Linked DNA regions of Gossypium hirsutum: region 2 is linked to region 1. The links are chromatin contacts, called in public Hi-C maps. All regions are on one chromosome and are shown on one strand. Each heading gives the region's core, a stretch centred on a gene start, on an enhancer-like site or on the middle of the called end of the contact. The rest is flanking DNA. Distances are from core to core; before and after follow the strand shown.

Region 1 (5,345 bases), core at 1,428-3,927:
CACACAGGCATGTGGTTGGCCGTATGTTAGGCTATGTGATTATATGGGCAATTCGGGTAGGTCATGTAGGGCATGGGCAAATCTAGTAGGTCGTGTGGGCTACATAGGCTAGCCATTTAAGTTGTATGGGCCCATTTTTCGGTTCACCTAGGCCCTTTTGACTCTGAAATTCATAATTAAACATTTTGTGGGGTCCATTTGGCTTAAATAAGACTTGAAATGTGACATCTGTTGATATATGTCTATATGTGATACAAGTAAGGTATGTGAAAAATATATGTATGATTTGTGTTCTGATAACTCCAAAAGCATGATTATGTATGAAAAGTATGCATGACATTTGTTTATAGAATATATGTGTTAGTTTATTTATGCATATGCATCGAGATGGGTTTGATATGTGATGGAGGAAGTGTATTTTGTCAATATTATTGTAATTACGACGGTTAAACCGCAATATCTGTCTGACAGCTTAGCTTCACCTTTATTTTAATTAAGATTTCTGGACTTTTGATTTTTGGACTAAGTTTTCGGATTTAATTTTGTTTTTGGGTTTTTGATCTATTCGTCGGTTTTTGAGTGTTCTTAAACGTAAAACTGCAAAACCATATGAGTTTGACAAATTGGAATTCGGTTTTCAAAACTTAAAAGCTCTGAAAATATCCACTGCAAAATTAAGTATCAAACAAAATGCTTTTCCGTAAAATGAATAAGTTCTGCGGATGAGTTTTTCTAAATAACAATGTAAGAGTTTTCCCAAAAAATTAATAGTTTGAAATCACGCGATTACTAAAGTTAGATTGCAATTTTTGAAAGTTTCGTTGTTTTTATAAATAAATGTTTAACATATAATGCTATGAAATAGGTGTTTTCAAATTTGAGATTTCCTAAAACTCGTATGAACTTAGCTAGATTAAGATTTCATATCACACGATTTCTAAGCTGGATTTTTAATTAGTTTTTCAGACGAGTCGATGTAACTCCTTCAGATTCAACTATAACGTCTAGGTCGGGTTTGGGCTGTTATAAATTCCTTATGATGAAGAATTGAATCTGGCTTCTCCCTAACCTCCAACTCTCACTAAGCCAAAAGAGTACAACCTGAATATTCCATCGCCTTCTTTAAGCCAAATAAAATGTTAAGTAGCTTCTTTTTACGAGTGCCAATATGACCAAATACAAACTTATTCAATTCTCTGGTGCTAGATGTAAACTTAGATAGCGAATCAAACATATTACCATTAAAACTCTATTTTTTTCCTTACAAAATCTAAAAATTTCGGATGTTCAGACCATCCCACCCAAAACTGAAAAGGTCATCCCACAGGAAGGCTTAGCTTTGGTCTAGAAATAAGACAAAGAGGCCTATGGTCTGATTTGATCCTTGTTAAGTGGCTAATCCTACAATTTGGGAATTTATGAACCCAAACAGCATTTCCCATAGCTTGGTCAAGTCTCTCAAATGTTCTCCCTCTGTTCCAGGTAAACAAAAGACCACTGAATCCCAAATCATGTAGATCATTTGATTCCACAAATTCCCTGAAAGAATGGCATCTTTTCCCACAAGATCTACCTCCAGACTTATGACTTGGAGATAGAATTGCATTGATATCCCCTATTGTTATCCTAGGAATCGATTTAGAAGGAACGAAATGCCTCAAATCCTCTTAGACCAAACTCATTTTCTTCTTATTTGGACTTCCATAGACAAAAACCATTAGAACAAATTGTGACAGAATATTACTAAAAAATCTTGTCACAATGAATTGTGGATGATTACATACCACTTCCAACCTAACTGAAATTATCCACCCAAGCCAAAAACCACCAAAAAACTCGATAGCTTCAACCCGATAAGAATGCTGAAATCCCAACTTAGCTATGATTTCATCTGCCTTTCTTCCACTAACCCTCAGCTCTAATAAGCTAACAATATCCAACTTATGTGCCAAATAGTACTCCTTGAAAATACGAGGGAATTTTGCATTCACATATCCTTGAAAATTCCACGAAAAAATAGACAAATTTAAGTCCATAAATAATAATCCCAGACAAAACAAAACTAATCTTACTGCCGAGAAGCATCCTTAGAAACCAAATGCTTTCCGTCACCCTTTGGATCCTCTTGAGCATTTTCTTGCTCAATTTGTGAATTAATAAGTTCAACCAAACTATTAACCGAGTCAAATAAGAGAGCCCGTGAAGATGAAATTTTGAACGTATTCCCTCTATCTTTAATGGTTTTACTAAGTTTTCTACCTTTACGACCTCCTCCAAATTCTCTCCAACGGTTGCAACTCTGCCGTAAATTTTTTTCTACCCAAAATACCCTTATGAACATCCCCATTTTGGTACCTTGATTCGGTTGAACATTCTCCTTAAAAATCACATCCGAATGTTTGGAATGATCCAAAACACCTTCCTTCATTTTAACCGGCACTTCTAACATCCTCTCAAACATCGGGTTAAAATTGGACGAAAAACTGGAATTAAATTTGGAAGAAGGGATAGTATTTACCACTTCCTCACTCCCTTTATGTGCAACATGAAAAGAATAAGAAGCAGTAATGTTACCGTATGCAATAGGAGCAGCAACCTCTCTTAGGCCTAGAACAGAATGGGCTTCATCACTCTGTCCCAGTCTCGTCTGGAGGACCCTCCAACCTACGGGTTACTTTTGGGCCTCCTACCATAGCACCCACTCGCACCTGATTAAAGGAGCCCACTTCGCCTTCTTGAACCGACCTTCCAACCTTAGCCGAAATTAAATTGCTCTCCACCTCTTTATTTCCGACCTTAGCCCTTGTTATCCCCTTATGAACCGAGCTCGCAACAATATTCTGCCAAAAAATTGAGTGTGGGATCTTATCTTTGCCGTGAAAAAGGCAGAATCTCCTTCCATCCTATCTTCTAGAGATGCCTTATTATAGTTAGGGTGAGCGTTTAGTCGAATTGAGTGAAAAAAAATTCAAGTTAATCGATTTTACGAGTCTTTTTTTTATCATTCTAACTCAATTTGAAATTTTTTTCGAATCAAATCCAGTGAAATCAAATTTGAGTCGAGTCGAATTGAGTGAAATTGATCGAGTTAAATTAAAAAAATTAAACATGTCAAATAAAAATATTATTACAGTATGACTAATTCCATGTCATAGCACATAAATTTGAAACCATATATATTTGAAAAAAATTCAAAGAAAAATAAAAAACATATATACTTGAGTACGATAAATTTGAATAGTTAATTAGGTCCCCAAAATTATTATTTTAGAAAATTTTTAAAATTTTAACTTTTTTATATATATATTTAGAATTTTGTAGAATTTTTATAAATTTTTTAAATATAAAATTTGAAATTTTTATAAATATTTTGAATTTTAAAAATTATTTTGAATTTTTGGAAATTATTTTGAATTATTCTGTAATTTTTGTTGAGAGAGACTAATTTGCTTATTTTTAAAGTTGACAGGGACCAGAAGGGTATTTACACCAATTTGTTATTCAAATTGTGAAATTCAACTAGACTTGAATTCGAATCTTGAATCGAGTTATTCGAGTTAACTTGAATAATTCAAATTTTTTTCTATTTTTTCAAATCGAATCGAGTTTTGCTCACTCGTAATTGCCATTAATACTTTCCAAATCATTAATTCGGGATTTACCCATCAAAGTTCCTTGATTTGTGGCTTCGATCTTGCGAGAACCACTGAAATTTCGCCTCTTCCTACATTGCACCAACATCCATGGACCATAGGGTTCTATCTCACCAACACTGCTGTCAACCACCATCGTGGTATCCGTCTTATTGTTTCCTCCATCAGTGGAAGATGCGTCTGCTACTGATCCCAGACTAGTTTTCTTTGTTTTATAGAACTCTTTAGCATGGCCGTAACAACCACACGAAAAGCATACCGTAGGCAAGTATTCATATTCAATTTTCTGAATAACTCCATTAATTAAAACTTGCGACACCAATGGCTTTTCAAGATTGACATAGATTGCCATATTCACGAATCGACCCCGAGCTTTGTTACCTATATTCAAATCTAATTTAGCTACTTTTCCAATCATCCTATCAATTTCTCACAAATTTTTTCGCTTATACATGTGCCCCGAAAGTTCTAGAAGATGGATCCACAACATGACTACACAAGGGAACGACTTAACAGGATCAAATTCAATGGACCATGGTTGCACCGTTAAGTATTTCCCATAAATGATCCAGGGTCCCTGAGATAAAACTCGCTCAAAATACTCAGAACTCTAAAACTTAGCCAAAAAATACCAATTCTTTATGCCCATCAAATAAAAAGGCTTAGAAGGCTTCCACAGAGAATACACTTTATTTTGAAGCGTAGCATACCCAATGTTTCGGCCTAAGAGCTTGATCACCATGGTATTAGTCATATCCTTGATTAATATATAACTTAATCTCGACCCCAAAAAATTACTGGCTTCACTCCTACTTATTACCTTATTTTCAATACAAAATTTAAAAACTTCATACTAAATTAAGTTACAATACTTTTTCGTTGTTCCAACCTTAATGATTTATATTCACATAAAAATTATTATTATAATTAATTATATCTTTCACAAATTTTGAATCTTTATTTATGACATATTTCATTATAATATTATTGGTTATGACATTAATCATTATCAATTTTGTTAATAGAGTCTTAATTTTATTGACATTGTTATTGTTGTCTGTGTAAGAAAATATGAGTTCGAACTCGTTAAAACGCGTTTATCAAGATTGGAGAGAGGTTATAAGTAATTCTAAACTTTGTATAAAAAAAAACTTACCATTTTATTTTTGTAATTATATATTATTTTATTAGCAGAATTAATTTCTTTAAATGTTTTCATGTTTAAATATAATATATTTTAATTAAAACTTACAACAAAATCCGTTCATCCCATGGAATAATATATATGCAGTTTTTCAATTAGGGAAACTTAATATATATTGTTTTGAAATTTTTAATTGTTTATTTATTACTCTATAATCATATTTGCATATTTAGTGTTTATTACTATTACACTGCATAATTACGAATTTACGATGGTTTATTTATTTATTTGACAAAAGGGTAAATGTCAATACAAAAGATCAACGATAACAAGGCAGAAGAAGTTCTAATGAGACTGGGGATAATAAGTGACGAGGCTTATCTAATATACCCGATTAAGCACTTTTTTCCTTTTTAATAGATTTTTTATATAAAGTTTTAAAATTATTTATAACCCCTTCCCAACCCATAAATAAGAGAATAATGCGCTTCAACACACTCGAACACACGTTCCCCTGCATTGGCAACAGTATTATGCCTGAGCTAAGA
Region 2 (5,675 bases), core at 389-2,888, 660 kb after region 1:
TTAACCAGAAAAATGTTAATCGCAATAGACAAAATACCTTACCTAAAATGTACAAGTATATTTACCCAGGATGATTTGTAGCTGATTTTAAGAGGGCCATCCTAGCATCAAGAAGTGGCTGGGATGTCTCTGAATTTATTGCATTTGGGTGTTTCATGCGCTCTTCATACATTTTTGCTGCCAATGCACTTGCATTTGACTGCCCTAGCATTCCTTCAGAGCCAGTTGCATTTACAGGACCACCTAAAGAAGGATGATTAGGATCCCTGCGTTGCATCTGAGCTTGACGCATCAGTTGCAACTGCTGCATCTGCAACTGCTGTTGCTCCTTTGCCTTGATTTGTTGTGCCTGTAAGTAAATCCATAATGGTTCAAATCATTTGGTATAAATTGAAGAAATGACAAGGTACTTACAATAATACTTGCTAAAGTTGTAAGAAGTCACCTCTATGTATGCTGCAGCAGCCTCTGAATGCTTGTCATTTGTTCTCGATATAAATATGTCCCAAAAGACAGACCACCACTCAAAAAGAAACCCACCGGGAGCATCAATCGCTGGGTAAACAAGCAAGTCCTCAATAAATCACTTGTAAAACCAGATTCCCTCAACCAACAATATGCTACACAATTACAACATAACCAAGCAAAGTATAACCTTTAATTCCAAAGAAAAATTACCCCCTCCATTACGACCATTAATTTGGCATTTCTTACATTAATGTTAAGAATCTAAATGGCATACCCATTTAAAATGCCCAAGAAAAGTACGACAAGGTACTTTTAGGTAAAGTCAAAAGTCAATGTAACTTAGGTAAAAACAGATTCATATAAGAACTCCATTTCTGCATAAAATCTTCAGTCACACAATGTCATGAATTAACTAACAGAAATTGTACATAGTCAAAACCAATTCTTACCTACTGGATCCGGGGCGACTTTCCCTTCTGTCATGAAGGACTTTGCAGTGACATGCAGTTTTTTCTTTACCAAATAATCATATATATAAACATCAAGCCTGCCAACCAAAATTTAAATAGAAGTAAAGGAATCAAATTAAACTAAAAATAATATTCATTTTCTGAAATATCATATAGATACATCTTATCTGCTTCCCAATTACTCTGCGCCATCGTTTCAGCTCAAAAACAAATTAATTAACTGTTCAAAACAAAGCAAAGCAAAATTGATGTAGGGTTAAATTAAAAATTCGATTTACCAAAAAAGTTTACAAATTTAGTACAAGATATTATAATTGTAAAACATGAAACTACGTTGATCAAAACTAACCTTAAAGGGAGCAATTCAACGGATCAAGTCAATAGATCAAAGCCTGCATTACCACTCTTGACCTAGTGAAGAAGCGATCTAATATTGGTTTCTGCATTCAATAAGAAACAATTTAAAAAAAATCATAAATTTCCATAAAGCATCTTAATAAAAGATGAGATTAAATTAAAGAAGAAGGAAAAAGGTAAGACCTTATGAATTCAGAAAAGGAAGCTATAAATGGAATTAGGGTTTTCCTTTTAATAAGTTGATTTGATATCTATGATAGTTAACATAAGTGAAAATGGCCAAAAGGGAGAGTTTGAATAAGATCCAAACCAGAGATTCGGGTACTCGGGATCTGACTCAACAAACCTCAGGTTTGGAGTCCTTGAAGTTCAGAATAGTTGGTTCGGACTTTCTCAGTTCTCACACACCACGTCAGCAAAAGGACCCACCACATGCTTTTATATATACTTCTAAGTTTTTTCTTTTCTTTTTCTTTTTTTGATATAAATAGGTAATTTAATATGAAAAAGAATTCCTAATCTCACAACACTTCCCTAATTTCTTAGACTGCATTTCGATAAAAATTTTAAATTTTGGAATATTTTTAAAATGTTTATATTTCTGATTATTATGAATGAATAAATTTAAAATAAAAATTAGATTAATGAATTTTAATAAATTAAAACTAATTATAAAAAGTTAATGATATAAAAAATAAATAAGATAAACCTTAAAAAATTAACCAATATAAAACATGCACGAATTTGATTCGATTTATAAATATATATAAATATTTTTAGGGTAAATTACATCAATTATTCTCAAATTTTATTTAAAATTATATTTCGATCACCCAACTTTCAAATACTACATAATAGTTACTAATGTTATCAATTTGTTATATTTTTATCACTCGATTGCTAATTTTCGTTAAAAAAAGTAATATTGTACATTAATTCAAAAAGTTAACAGTTAATTTGGTTTCTCAGTTATAATTAAAAAATATTTTTAATATTTTTAAAGTTTTCTTAACAATAATTGTAAACAAATTCTTTAAAAAAAATATTAGACTAAAAATTATTATAAAAAAATTAAAAATCATAATTTTAAAAAAATAAAAAAAAATATTTTTAAATATGTATAAATCTAAAAAATTCTTAAAACTAAAACTAAAAAAAAGGTAAACTAATATTTCTTCTAAATTTTTATTTTATAAAAATCTTAAAATTTTCAAACTAAAACTCATTTGTTTTTACCTTTGATGAATACTTTCAATCACATCAACAACTTCATGTTGTTTTATCCAAAATTTTGTTTGCAAATTTTATTTTGTTTTTTTCTTTCTCAAATCCCTAAAGCCCCTAGCAAAATATATCTAAATGCAAGTTTCATATTTTGTTACAGCCCGATTTTTAGTGGTGACGGAACAGTGGTTTCGGGGCCACAAATTTCCGTCATGTCAACTTGTAAATATTATTTTTAAAATATTTATAGAGTCAATATAGTCATATTAAAATTTGGTTTAAAAATATTATCGTCTAGATAGTTAATTAAAGAAAAAGAACTAAATTGAAAAAGGTGCAAAACTTGTTAATTTTAGCATTTAGGTGATTAAATGGTTAATTATTATTTGAGAAAGGATTTAAGGGATAATTAAGCCTTAATTTAAGTAAAAGAATTTAAGGGATAATTAAGCCTTAATTTAAGTAGTGGGACGGCTAATTAAAGGAAAATGATAAAATAAAAGGTTTTAATGGTAATTTTGTAATTTATTCAAAATTAAAGAAACAAATTGAAACAAAAGGTTTATTTTTCTCATTTTTCTCTTCTTGATGACCTAGGAAGCTTTTTTTTTCCATCTTTTATCTTTGCATGGTAAGGAAATTGAATCGTTTTCTTGTAATTTTTATGTTTTTGAGATCGTTGCAACTAGGTCTAGCTAGCCCGTACCTTCGTTTTTGATTCTGTTAAAAATTTTGGAAGTTTCCATTGTTGAATATTGGATGTTTTTGATGAATATCATGTATTTGGAGCTTTTATTGTGTTGTGTGATGATTTTGTAAAGTGATTTTTGTTAAATTTTAATTTTAGGATTAAATTATGAAAATGTCAAAATTTTAGGGTTTAATAGAGAATTTGATATTTATTAGGGGCTTTTTGAGAGCCTAGTATATTTGGATAAAATATTTAATTTATAAAAATGGTTAATTTGATGAATTTCGGGTTAAGGGACTAAATTGCAAAAATGGTAAAAGTTTGGGGTAATTGTGTAATTTTGAAAAGTAAAAGGGTATTAATTGTAAAATATTTTGGAATTGAAATATATGTTAATAAATGAAGAATTTTACATTTTAGATCAAAATCTCTTAAATACTCATGGAAAAGGAAAAATAGCAGAATAGTCCTTGAACCTCTGCAGCGACTACAATTCAGTCCAAGTAAGTTCGTACGGTTAAAATTTAACATTTGTATAAATTGATGATTGTTATTATATATATGTTCTATTGTTAGAATTGAATTATTGTTGGAATTATATTATCGAATTTAATACTCAGTTTGGATTGAACGCGGGATTTGAGTACATTCGTGTTTGGTGTATGACGGGGATTTGGAGTGGAGATGGTATTGGAGGGAGATATTGACATATTACCCATATAAGCCAGAGTTTAGCATTTGTTCCGAACTCTCACGTTTTACTTTCTATTTGGTGTGATTTGGGTGGATTAGCTCTCACGAGCTTCTATTCAGCTCTTACGAGATTCTATTAAGCTCTTATGAGCTTTTGTTGGCATGTTCGGGTGGACCAGCTCTTATGAGCTTCTGTTGACGATGTACTCTTACCCATAAGTCATTCTTCAAATGGAAATTTTCGGTAAGCTAATCTGTTAATGAATTTGAAAGATATGTTATTTATTTCATATTAATTTGAACATGGATGAATTGATCGATTGAAGTTGTGAATGATAGGGAGTTCTCTTGGATGATTATTATTGTTTGCATTATTATAGTTAGTTCGGTAAGATTTATCGTATAACTCGTCGAACTTACTAAGCTTCATTAAGCTTACTTGTGTTGTTTAATGTCATTGTAGATTCTCGGAAGGTTGGACGATCAGATCGGCACTCAAGTCACACTATCTAGCTTATCTTGATAGTTTTTGAAACATTTAATTCAGATTATATGGCATGTATAGGCTTTTGTGTGATTTTGGTTAATGTTTGGCTTAAGTAAATGTTATGAATGATATTTTGTGCAAATAATCAACTTACATATTATATGAGAATGAGGTATAAGTGATATGCTAGTATGTATGGTATATATATAATTGAAATGTTGTAATTGTGGTACCTTTGATAGGTATTTTGATTATGTATTGCTTGAGTGAATTGATAAATTGAATCAATGTTTATTGTGTTGTAAAATTGTATATACTTGTGGTACCAATGAGGCGACATTGGTTAGGTACATATTCGGTTTGTTTTGATGTGTTTTTGGCTCGATTAATATCATTTTGAATTGGTATTTTAGTTGGTATTTGAGTTTCGTAAGGTCCAAGCAAACTTGAAATGGTAAACTTATGTTTTAAGGTTCATTTTGGGGCCACACGGTCGTGTCCCAGCCCATATCTCCACCCGTGTAACTCAGTGAGTTGGGTCACACGGCCGTGTTGCAGGCCATGTAACACATTGACTTGGTACACATGGTCGTGTTTTAGGCCGTGTGAAATTTACACCAAAATAATATGAGACACACGACCGTGTAGCCAGGCCGTGTGTGTCACACGGCCGTGTGACAGCCTGTGTCCCAGGCTATGTGCTCCAAATTTTAACCCTAAAATCAAGCCATTTTAGGACTAAAACATACCTATTCAACCACTCCATTTATGCACACATTCAATAGACCTAAGCATCATTCCAACACATCTAGACATACTAATTTAACTAACCTATTTCATCTAACCAATATGTCATTGAAAGGCACCACATATATACCAAACATTTAGTCTCAAAACCAATCAAAAGATCTTCTTTATATGTCATTATGCAATAATGCATTACAATATGACTATAACCACTTCAATCAACAACTACACATTAAGGTGTCCATCTATGCAATATATATGTATACTTGTTTCATCAATACAAAACATACTCTAAGAAAAACACAAATCTCACTTAAGAACTACATATATCAACATTTATAAACCACATATTTATCTATATATACATGCCACTACCCAAATAGATACAAAAACTACAAACTTAGATGGATAGTGTGAGCTAGTTGGTTGATCCTTCCAAAATGTCAGCAACGGTTATCTATAAAATAACCCACAAAAACCCGTAAGCTTACATAGCTTAATAATGACATAATATAACATTTAATCTAAATATAATTAG

Evidence for each region. Hi-C and Micro-C count contacts between places; a contact is called where the count stands out from the background.
Region 2: a Hi-C map of leaf shows a contact between it and region 1, with 2.2 times the contacts expected there. The contact joins the promoter of LOC107914835 here to the enhancer-like site in region 1. A contact is called at or near these places in 2 of 34 Hi-C or Micro-C datasets (both in leaf).

What each region holds. Positions count from the first base shown.
Region 1 is chrD10:28,934,009-28,939,353 of Gossypium_hirsutum_v2.1, forward strand. No RefSeq gene overlaps it. Among protein-coding and RNA genes, the nearest start is that of LOC107914828, 8.4 kb to the right of the region's middle. Within about 2 kb of position 2,678, at least 8 of the 9 cell types and tissues checked have an H3K27ac peak or open chromatin away from gene starts, as enhancers often do. A contact at or near this core is called in leaf, where this site is marked.
Region 2 is chrD10:29,593,713-29,599,387 of Gossypium_hirsutum_v2.1, forward strand. It overlaps LOC107914835 (transcriptional corepressor LEUNIG_HOMOLOG), which reads right to left and starts at 1,639. Exons shown (of 20, transcript XM_016843880.2): 1 at 1,479-1,639; 2 at 1,288-1,378; 3 at 1,099-1,158; 4 at 918-1,015; 5 at 446-555; 6 at 66-349. The coding sequence starts at 1,130.